Linked DNA regions of Pan troglodytes: region 1 is linked to region 2. The links are chromatin contacts, called in public Hi-C maps. All regions are on one chromosome and are shown on one strand. The core of a region is the stretch at or near the end of the contact, and the rest is flanking DNA. Distances in the headings are between cores, read along the strand shown.

Region 1 (5,196 bases), core at 378-2,877, 330 kb before region 2:
AAAGAGACAATTCTTCTTGTGCAGGGGCAGGAAACATTCCGTGTAGGAGATATTATCTCAAATGAGTGTAAAAAGAACACACGTCTGCATTTCTAACAAGCGCCCAGGTTACAGCTGCTGCTGGTCCAAGGACCAACCTTTGAGGGGCAAGCGGTTTGTTGAATGGGGTGAAGAAATTTCCGGCTAGAGAGGAAAGGTGCTTTCTGAAGAGAACGATAAGCTTCAGGGGTACCAGCGACCTAAAAAGGGGCAGCAATAGAAACAAACGGGATGAGCAGATACAGGGTTGAAAACTGGCCAGAGGAAGGACCGCGGTCTCCGCCGTCTCTTTATTCGGAGCAAGGTTATAGGAAAAGGGAGAAAGGAGGCGCTCGCACTCTGTCTGGCTTTGAAAGAAAACGTCGCGGTGTGTGATGCTCCCCTTCCTGTGTCCAAGTGTTCTCATTGTTCAATTCCCACCTATGGGTGAGAACATGCGGTGTTTGGTTTTTTGTCCTTGCGATAGTTTGCATTGGGAGATATACCTAATGGGTATATTTCTTAATGGGTGCAGCACACCAATATGGCACACGTATACATATGTAACAAACCTGCACGTTGTGCACATGTACCCTAGAACTTAAAGTATAATAAAATAAATAAATAAAAAGAAAAAAGAAAACGTCGCGAGGGGATTCTTTGGAAAGGGCAGCAGACGCGCACCTGGACACGGTAGTCAGCTGGACCCGCAGCCTGCACCGGGACGCAGGGGCGGGGGCCGAGAGGGGCCCCGGGCTGTACAGCCCTTACCTGCGCTCGCCCTGGTCGGTGTAGACGTTGAGGAAGAGTCCCTCCCTGAGGTCTTCATTCACCAGGCCCGAGAAGCTAAGCTGCAGCTCGTAGCTGCTACCAGGTTTCAGGGGCTCACTGAGCTCCAGCACCATGTATTCCGTGTCCAGCGCGAACCACACGTCGTCCACGGGCACGCGGCCCACTGTGGCGTTCCCAGTGCCCGGGGAAAGGGGGCCCCGCACCTCGGCGCGCTCGCAGTCCTGGAAGAGGCTATGCAGCAGCAGTCGAGAGGTGGCCACCGTGCAGCGCACCGTGATGTTCACGCGGCCAGTGAAGGGCAAAGACCCGGCCGGAAGCTCGTCGGGCCTCAGCTGCGGCCACAGCTCCAGATCGTAGTGCAGCGGCACGAGCCAGGGCGGCAGGCGTAGCTGGTCCCAGGGCCCCGGGGGTCGCCAGTTGCTCGGGGTGTTCGTCACCGCTAGCTCGCGTGCACTGCTGGGTTTCGGGGTCGGCGTCGGCTTCTGCCTGAGGGGAGGGGAAGACTCGGCTTCCGAGTCCCTGAGTCCAGGCAGCTCCGACGGTGGGACGCGCTCGCAGTGGCCGTACAAGGCGGCGAGTACGGCCAGCGCCAGCAGGAGGGCGGCTACCAGCCCAGCCAGCAGCAGGGCCACTGCGCGGCTCACATAGAAGCCTGAGCTGGAAGGGGGCCCCATGGCAGGGACCGGGTTCAGGCGCGAGGCTGGAGCTCAGAGACTGTGGCAGCTGTCAAAACCCCGGCCAGGGTGTTCAGTGCTGGGACCCCTGCCCCTCCTCTCTTGTATCGTGCCTCTTCCTCCTGGAAGAGCCTGGACGGACTGGAGCTCAGCAGACAGCGGTTGGGACCATGGCTTCCCCCTCCCAGCTAATCAGACACAGGTCCCAGCCTACCCACCCCCGCCCCCGGCCAGCGCCAGGGAAGAGGCGGACCTGGCTCACCCAGACGCGTACCCCTTTGGGTTCGAAGAGACAGACCCCCCGGAAGATGCCTCCAGGGTTGGCGCGGGGAGGGGGTGGTCAAGCCAAACGAATCCGGACACCTTAAACGTGGATATTTGGATGAGGGGTGTGCCCCGATACGGTTTCAGGTGTTGTCGGAAAGGGGACAGGTACCTAGCACCTCTATCTCCAAGCCAGCGATGAGCTACCAGCAACACACCTGCTCCACCGCCAGCTGGGGCTTCGTGTGCTAGGGGGTGGTAAGGGCTTGAGGACCAGGATATTTGGGAATGCGTTCAGAAATGACCCTGCAGGGCGTCGGCCGCGCCGTCAGAACAAATTTCTGGAGCCAAACGTGTGGCGCTAACTTCGCTTCCTAAATAAGCCCAGGAGGCATGCGGCCCAGGCAGAGAAGGCGAAGATGGAAACAACGCCCGGAGTCCCGGAACTTTTCCAGAGCTCAGGAAGCCAGGCTGGAGGAAGAGGCGACAAAGTGCTAGGGAGCCTGGCGTCTGCGTCTCCCGGGTGAAGTGGGGTTGTGGGGCAGAGCAGGGTTAGGGCCGCGTTACCACAGGAAGGGGCCTGGCGGGATGGTTTTTCTTAGCTCTGCAACTGCCTGGGGCCGGGGTTTCCCTTCCTGAAGCCGGGGGAGAGGGGACACCTGCTTTCAGAACCGACTCGAATCAAGCAAAGAGAATAAAACAATTCGGCGGCCAGTGTTTCCACCCAGAAATTCCTGGGCTGGAACTGGTTTTCCCGGCGGTACCCTAGTCGCTGAGGCTTTCACATGTTTGACATGGCATCTGTTTGCTATTTAGCTGGTGCCCCTGAGCGAATTCTTGGCGTCTGCGCTGGATCTGGAGTCTGCATTCACGCACGCTGGTGAATTGGGAATGAGATTGCAAGCATCAGGAGGCACTGGGGACGGAAGGGAAGGTAGTTAGATCCCACTGCAGGCTGAAGATTTTAAACTATCCCATCTTGAGACTCGCGCGTGTGTGTGTGTGTGTGTGTGTGTGTGTGTGTGTGTGTGTGTTACAGTGAAAATATAAAAATTTTTCCATAGCAGCTATAAAACGGTGTTCGCTTTACTACTGCTTTGACTGTATCTCACTTCCAATGAGGAAACCCTTTCGCCTGGTTTCAGAGATGGGGTAGACCACGGTGATTCTCCTGGGAAATGCGTGCTTTCTTGTTCCTTGAACTGAAGTGAATCACATGAACACCACCACCATCACCCTCTGGAATAAGACAGGAAAGTGGAAGGAGATATGACATTAAGCTCACGCAGATAGTTGTGCTATAATCTGTGAACCAGTCCACATTAAGACCATATGACTTATTTTTCTGGATTTGCTTTCTTCAGAAACTTAAGGATTATATTTAAAAATAATTATGACCACATGCATCACTCTCAGAAGATCATAGATAGAGCTGAGGGAGAAGCTCTGTCTATTTCCATATACCTACCACAAGTTGTGCTGCCAGAATTTGAGCTACTGCGCTAGCAGGGGCATCTCAGTTTAGGTCATGTTCAGATTGGGATTGGGACAGCTGTGGCACTAATTAACTAATTACTGGCCTTAACAACCCGTGGACAATTTCTTGAAGGATTTCGAAGGATTTCCAGACACTCAAGGAAAGATAAAAACGAAAGGAAGTCAGTAACATGATTATTTCAAACATATTAAAGGTATTCCTCCCTTCAGTTAAGTACATATATGGACACTAGCATTTAATTCCATTTTTCTAATATGATTAAAGAAATAGAGATTGGCTTCCACACAAAAAGTTTCAAAGTAATAAAGTCACACCAAATGATTAAGCAATTTAAGTATCTTATTAAAGGGAAAATACTTCTGATAAATCATTAATGTCACTTCAAAGACATTGCAAAATAACATACTGGCTGAGTCAAGATTATAATAATAAAGAACTGGAAAAGTATTATATGAAATATTTGACATCTCAATGAAAAAGTAGTTCGGGAATATAGACCAGTTGCTAGGAAAACATTTTCTAGAGCTGCTCAGAAAATCTGCTTATTCAGAGCAATGGAAGCGGTGATTCTCAACTGGGCATAATTTTTGTGCCCTTGCCATGACCAGCACCTCATTTGACAATGTTTGGACATATTTTTGGTAGTCACAACTCAAGGAAGGAAGTACTACTGGTATTAAGTGGGTAGAGGCAAGCTGTCCTCTAACAATGCACTGGACAGCCTGCCACAACAAAGAAGTATCCTGCCAAAAATGTCATTAGTGCTGCTGTTCAGAAATCCTGAACTAAAGCAATAATCCCTGTTTTTTACATGCTACCCAGGTAGAACTTCAGCTTTGTATCTTGTGCTGCTATTTATTTTTGTTGTTTATGTTTATACTTTGGCATGTCTATTATTTTTCCATCTTTATTTCTTGGTACTTATTATGAAACCCTATAATATTTTATTATATCTCTTAGACCACATAACTTGATTTTTCTTTTCTTTTTTGTTTACTCTGAAATTTTAATTTTTTGAGTGGGTAATATAAGTTTCAAAAATCAAAACAATATGAATTTTTCTTACTTTTTAATTATTATTTTTCCATAAATTATTGGGGGTACAGGTGGTATTTGGTTACATGAGTAGTTCTTTAGTGGTGATTTGTGAGATCCTGGTGCACCTATCACCCAAGTGGTATACACTGCACCATATTTGTTTTATCCCTTGCTCCCTTCCACTCTTTTATGCCTCACTCCCTCCCACTCTTCCCCCCAAGTTCCCAGAGTCCATTATATCGTTCTTATGCCTTTGCATCCTCATAGCTTAGCTCCCACGTATCAGTGGGAACGTACGATGTTTGGTTTTCCATTCCTGTGTTCCTTCACTAGAATAATAGCCTCCAATCTCATCCAGGTCATTCCAAATGCTGTTAGTTCATTCCTTTTTATGGCTGAGTAGTATTCCATTGTATATATACACCACAGTTTCTTTATCCACTCGTTGATTGATTGGCATTTGGGTTGCTTCCATGATTTTGCAACTGTGAATTGTGCTGCTATAAACATGTGTGTGCAAGTATCTTCAAAATGAAAAATTATATGTTAAGATATCTTGCTTCCATCACTTCCATAGTTAATCATTTTTAATAGTTTTTTTTGTGTGTAACCTTCCAGTGTTTCCTCATGCAAATCAAGTGAATACAATTATATGCCCTTGTATTTCTCTCTTTTGTACAAGAAAAACAGTATACTATATTGCACTTCCTCACCTGCATTTTCATTTAACAATATATTCTAGATATCTTTTCATATCAGTCCACAGATACATTTCACATACTTTTCTGCAGCTGTATAGTAGTATTATATTGTATAGTTACACCATTGTGAAGATTTCCCAGTTTGGTTATTTGCATGGATTCACCAGATTCCACAGAGTATATTCATATAGGCATTTATTTAAAGGCAAAG
Region 2 (5,486 bases), core at 2,064-4,563:
CATATAATAGTAAGTAAATATAAAGTGACCATACATGTAACCACCACCTATGTCAAGAAAAAGAGCATCACCAGCACCAAGGAAGCCCCCCACTTTCCCCACCCTGTGTTGCCTCTCACTTATTACTCCATCCTTCCCTGCTCTCCTGACTATTGAGATAATCATTCTCTTGCTTTTTTGTATAGCTTCACCACATATTAGGGAAAATGGGATTGTTCAGTTTTGCTTGTTGTCAGCCTTTATATGCTGATTTTTTTCTGCCCCTTTCTTTTGCATCATGTTTGTAAGATTCTCCAATGTTGTGCTGTGTAGCTATAATAATGTTCATTCTCATTGTTATGTTATGTCCCATTTTTTTAATATACCTACATACACCTACATTTATAGATATCTGGGGTATTTCCAGTTGAGACTGTTACCAGGCTTTGGATTTTAGTAGTCTTGTATACGTATTCTGGTATACCTGTGCATGAGCTTCTTGAAAGTAGTGATTCTCGTACTTTTTAGCCTCAGAGTTTTGTTTTGTTTTGTTTTGTTTTGTTTTTTTAAAGACAGGATCTGGTTTTATCACTGAGGCTGAAGTGCAGTGGTGTGATCATAGCTCACTACAGCCTCAAACTCCTAGGCTCAGGCAATCCTCCTGCCTTAGACTTCCAAGTAGCTGGGACTATAGGCATATGCTACCATGCCCAGCTAATTTTTAAAAGCTTATTATAGAGAGGAAGTATCACTATGTTTCCCGGGCTGGTCTTGAATGCCTGGGCTAAAGCAATCTTCCCACCTCAGCCTCCTAAAGTGCTAGGATTACAGGCGTGAGCCACCATGCTCAGCTGGGCCTCAGAATCGTAAAAATTAAAGATTAAATAAAAATTTTCAAATTAAAAAATGTCCAATAAAGGTTATTGAGATCTGAGATATTTAAAAATATTTGATAATTCATTTAAAATAAACAATAAACCCATTACATATTGCATTAGTTTCCTGAGGATCCCATCACAAATTACTACAAATGTGATGGCTTGAAACAACAGAAATTTTTTCTCTCAGAGCTGGAGAGTCAAGAAGTCTGCAAGTAAGGTATTGCCAAGGTTGATTCCTTCTGGAAGCTCTGAAGAAGAAGGTGTTCCAAGCCATTCTCCTAGTTTCCCATAGCGATGGGCAATCCTTGGTGTTCCTTGACTTGTGAACATATCATTCCAATCTGTATCTTTGTCTTCAGTATGCCATTCCCCTCCCCCCACCCTGCCCCTGTATCTTTGTGTCTGTGCATCTCAAATCTTCCCTCCTCTTATAAGGTGTATTAGTCCATGTTCATACTGCTATGAAGAAATACCCAAGACAGGGTAATTTACAAAGAGTAAGTTAAATAAATTGATAGTTCCACATGGCTGGGGAGGCCTCACAATCATGGTGGAGGGTGAAGGCACAGCAAAAGCACGTCTTACATGGCAGCAGGCAAGAGAGCATGTTCAGGGGAACTGCCCTTTATAAAACCACGAGATCTCATGTAGCTAACTACCTGTTATAAAACATGAACAATGTTTATAAACATGAATAATGCATTATACGTGCATTATGTGTTTATAAACACAAATAATGCATTATAAACACAAATACTGCTTTATGGGAAACATAAATGAATGGGAAGAACCCGCCCCCATGATTCAGTTACCTCCCACCAGGTCCCTCCCATGACATATGGGGATTATGGGAACTACAATAAAACCATCAGATCTCATGAGACTTATTCACTATCACCAGAACAGCATGGGAAAAATTTGCCTCCATGATTCAATTACCTCTCACCGGGTCTCTTCCGTGACATGTGGGGATTATGGGAACTACAATTCAAGATGATATTTGGGTGGAGACACAGCCAAACCATACCATAAGGATAACAGTCTTTAGATTTAGGGCCCACCCTAAGTCCCAGGATGACCTCATCTTGAGGGCCTTAACTTAATTACATCTGCAAAAGCCCTATTTCCAAATAAAATCATATTCACAGGGGTGGAGGGGTTGAAACTTGGACATGTATTTTTTAGGGGGACACAATTCAACTCACTGCACACATTTACATAAATAACACATCTTTTAATAAAAATATTTTCCAAATAAAAATTTAGCAAGAAGAGTGACCTTATTTTTGTAAATCTTTCATATCTAGATTTAAGGAAGAAGCTGGGTGCTCATTTCCTTTGATATTCAATCTGTTATGCTGTTTTGGTTGAAATATATAATGAAAATCCAGCTTCATACAGATCATTACATACCCTCTGAAAGGGTTTCAAGAGGCTTCTGGGGGTCTTCAGAGCAACACTTGAGAACCACTGCTCTAAAGCATATACTCCATAAATATATGTAAAATGGAATTTCCAGGCTGTGGCTACATATTCCAGGCCATATATATATATATACACACACACACACACTGTATATAGGTGTGTGTGTTCTGTGTGTGTATACATATATTCTACTTTATTAGATAATGGCACATTGTTTTCCAACTTGATTAACCAATTTACTTTTTCACTAGCAGTGTATAAGAGGTTTTGTGGCTCTATAAGTCGACCAATATCTGTTATTGTTACAATTAAAATTTTTGCCTATCTTGTGGTATGTAATTTATTGATTGCACTGTGACGTTTAATTTAACAAAAGTTCATCTAGTGCTTGCTATGTACCAACCACTTCTAGGTAATTTTTCCAAATATTGGTACTTTGTAATAATTCTCTATGGTAGGTGTTATTATCTCCATTCTACAGATACAGACTGAGGCAGAGAATTTAAGCAAGTGGCCGGACGTCACACAGCCAGTACGTGGCAAAGCAGGGATTAAGCACTCCTGCAGTCTGCTCTTAGAATTCGTGCTCCTTGCCCAGCTGCTTCCCCCAAATATTTATTATTACTTATGAGAAAACTCTGCAAATTGCAAAGCGCTCTACCACCAAAGATTAGCACCCTAGGGCAAAATGAGCCCTTTACCACTCCCTAGATGCTCCCCAGCGCTAAGTTCCCAGCGGAGGTTGCAGTGAGCGCAGATCGCGCCACTGCACTCCAGCCTGGGTGACAGGGCGAGACTCTTGTCTCAAAAAAAAAAAAAAAAAAAAAAAAAAAAAAAAAAAAAAGCCAGTGATTGGAGCGTAATTACCCTCGCCAACCGCCTGTAACCACGGCGGCCGCCACGCCCCGTTTCCTGGTCTCGCCCCTCTCCGCCCACGACTCTGGCCCCGCCCCTCGTCCCAGGCTGCAACGGAGGCAGAGCCAACGCCTCGCGGGCTTCCACGTACGCACTCCAACGCGTGTCCCCGGAGGAGAACACATCCGGGTCACGGGAGCCGGTGTCTCAGGCTCCGCCCCTTCACCCCCCCAAAGGCTAATCCCCACTTCCGACCCTCTCAGGCCTTTTCCGCTTCTCTTTTACCTCCCCAGGTGCGCCCGTCTGCGCCCCTCAAAGGAATCCGGAGGGTCGCTCTGATCCCGAATCTCCCACAGGCGTGAACCTGCTGTGCTGTGTATCTTTGCGGGGTGGCCTGCGCTGAGGCGTGCCGCGCGCCGTGAGTCCGCGCAGACCTGACCCTGCGTCTCGCAGCTCGGTTGAGGCCGCCGCCGCCTTCTCGGGATGCCGCGGCCGGGGTCCGCGCAGCGCTGGGCGGCCGTCGCGGGCCGTTGGGGGTGCAGGCTGCTCGCACTGTTGCTACTGGTGCCTGGACCCGGCGGCGCCTCTGAGATCACCTTCGAGCTTCCTGACAACGCCAAGCAGTGCTTCTACGAGGACATCGCTCAGGGCACCAAGTGCACCCTGGAGTTCCAGGTATCAGGGGCCTAGCAGTCCCTGGGCCCCAACTCGTGGCTCCAGGATTGGGGGTGTAACTTGAGGGATGGCACTTTCCTGTCCGTGTTTCCCCGTTCTTAGGCTAATTCAAAAATCGCTTCTAGGTAGCTGATGCCCAGCATTTGACTTTCCTCTAATAAACGTTGGGTGAGAGATGTTAAGACCGGGAGTTAAAATATATGAATTCCAGAAATGCTCCCTTTAGCATTTCTTTCCATTCTCATTTTTAAGGCCTATTGAGCTTTCTTCCTTAAAAGATTCCCTTAAAGAAAATCATTTATACTCTGTAGTACCCAGTGTCAACCTTCTACTCTCTAATCCACACCTCCAATTTAATTGGATTTGGAGTGCTGCCAATGTCTAACTTCATTGCTTTTCAGTTTTACCAATATTAGGACTGTTGGTTAATGCGGTCCCTGTCATTGGAAGAGCTCCATTACAGGTTGAACGGCCATTTGCCAAGGGAGTTGTAGAAAGAATTGCTGTGATAAATGAGAGGCCCCTTCTGATATTTGGGATTATATAAAAAAGAAACTTTAACAGAATGTGGTTTATTCGGTTGGTTAGAACAGTCTTTACTGAGCTTCAATTTTGGTTGGTAGGCGCATTTAACATTTGAGTAGTTATTGAATACTAGGTGCCAGTGGTACAGAAGTGGTCGAAACAGATAGGGTCACTGCCATCATTCATGATTCCCCTCTCACCCTGCTTTTCTTAACTGGTATCTGCTCATTCATCAGAACTGTGCCTTAAGAGCAGTAAGTAGGATCCATGACGGAAGGCTTCCTTTGGAAAATTATTTCAAGCTGAACTTTAAAGGATGAGCTATATACACCTTGGTAAGGGAGGAGGGGGAATAGCCTGTGGTAGTAGTGAACACTGAGAATTTCAGGGCCATAGAGAGAGGTCCAATATGGTTGGGAATAAGGAGCCAGAGCAAGGGGGTCAGCAGGGGCAGGCCAGATAGTGTCTTGCTGACCATGTTAAGGATTTGTTTTTCCTGAAAGTGTAGGAAGCCATCAGAGGGTTATAAGCAGTTCAGTGATATGACGAGAATATTCTTGGTAGCTGCATTAATAATAACTTGTGCAGGTAGAGAAGTGGTGGTAAGATGTTGCAGACTGGATGTGGAAGGCTGATTAGGAGGTTATTGTGGTGGTCTAGACAAGAAATGATAGTGGCTTAGAGTAGAGTGATAGCAGTGGGGTAAATGAAAAGTGAAAGGATTGGAGAGAAGGTAGTAGGTAGAATCAACAGGACTTGGTGATGATTTGGCTATAGTGGGTCAGGGAGGGGAAGCCAAGGATGACCCTTAGGCTTACTTACCTTCATGGATTAGCACCAGGGGACAGAAAAGAAGATAGCAGGAATTGTGATAAAAAGTATAAGCCGACATTTTCTTTGTTTGAATTTAATAAACATTTCCTGGATTTTTGTGTATGCAGACTCAGTGATTAGTGCTAAGGATACAATGGCTAACAAATTAGCATCTGTTATGTGTAGACAGTATGTTAAGCATTTCAGGTATGTTCTCAGGAAAGCCCGATATGAAATTGTTATAGCTCTTACTCCTTTTTTACTGATGAAACTGAGGTTTAGATAGGCTAAGATCCAAGGGCATAAAACTTAGAAGTAGCTAAATCAGTAACG

Evidence for each region. A called contact is a pair of places that touch in the nucleus more often than the background predicts.
Region 1: a Hi-C map of induced pluripotent stem cells shows a contact between it and region 2, with 2.1 times the contacts expected there. The contact joins the promoter of LVRN here to the promoter of TMED7 in region 2. A contact is called at or near these places in 2 of 7 Hi-C or Micro-C datasets (both in induced pluripotent stem cells) and 1 of 1 datasets of contacts at active chromatin or transcription factors (stem cell-derived excitatory neurons).

The regions. Positions count from the first base shown.
Region 1 is chr4:113,668,061-113,673,256 of NHGRI_mPanTro3-v2.0_pri, reverse strand. It overlaps LVRN (laeverin), which reads right to left and starts at 1,627. Exons shown (of 20, transcript XM_001149181.8): 1 at 790-1,627. The coding sequence starts at 1,484.
Region 2 is chr4:113,335,510-113,340,995 of NHGRI_mPanTro3-v2.0_pri, reverse strand. It overlaps TMED7 (transmembrane p24 trafficking protein 7), which reads left to right and starts at 3,313. Exons shown (of 3, transcript NM_001204309.2): 1 at 3,313-3,815. The coding sequence starts at 3,624.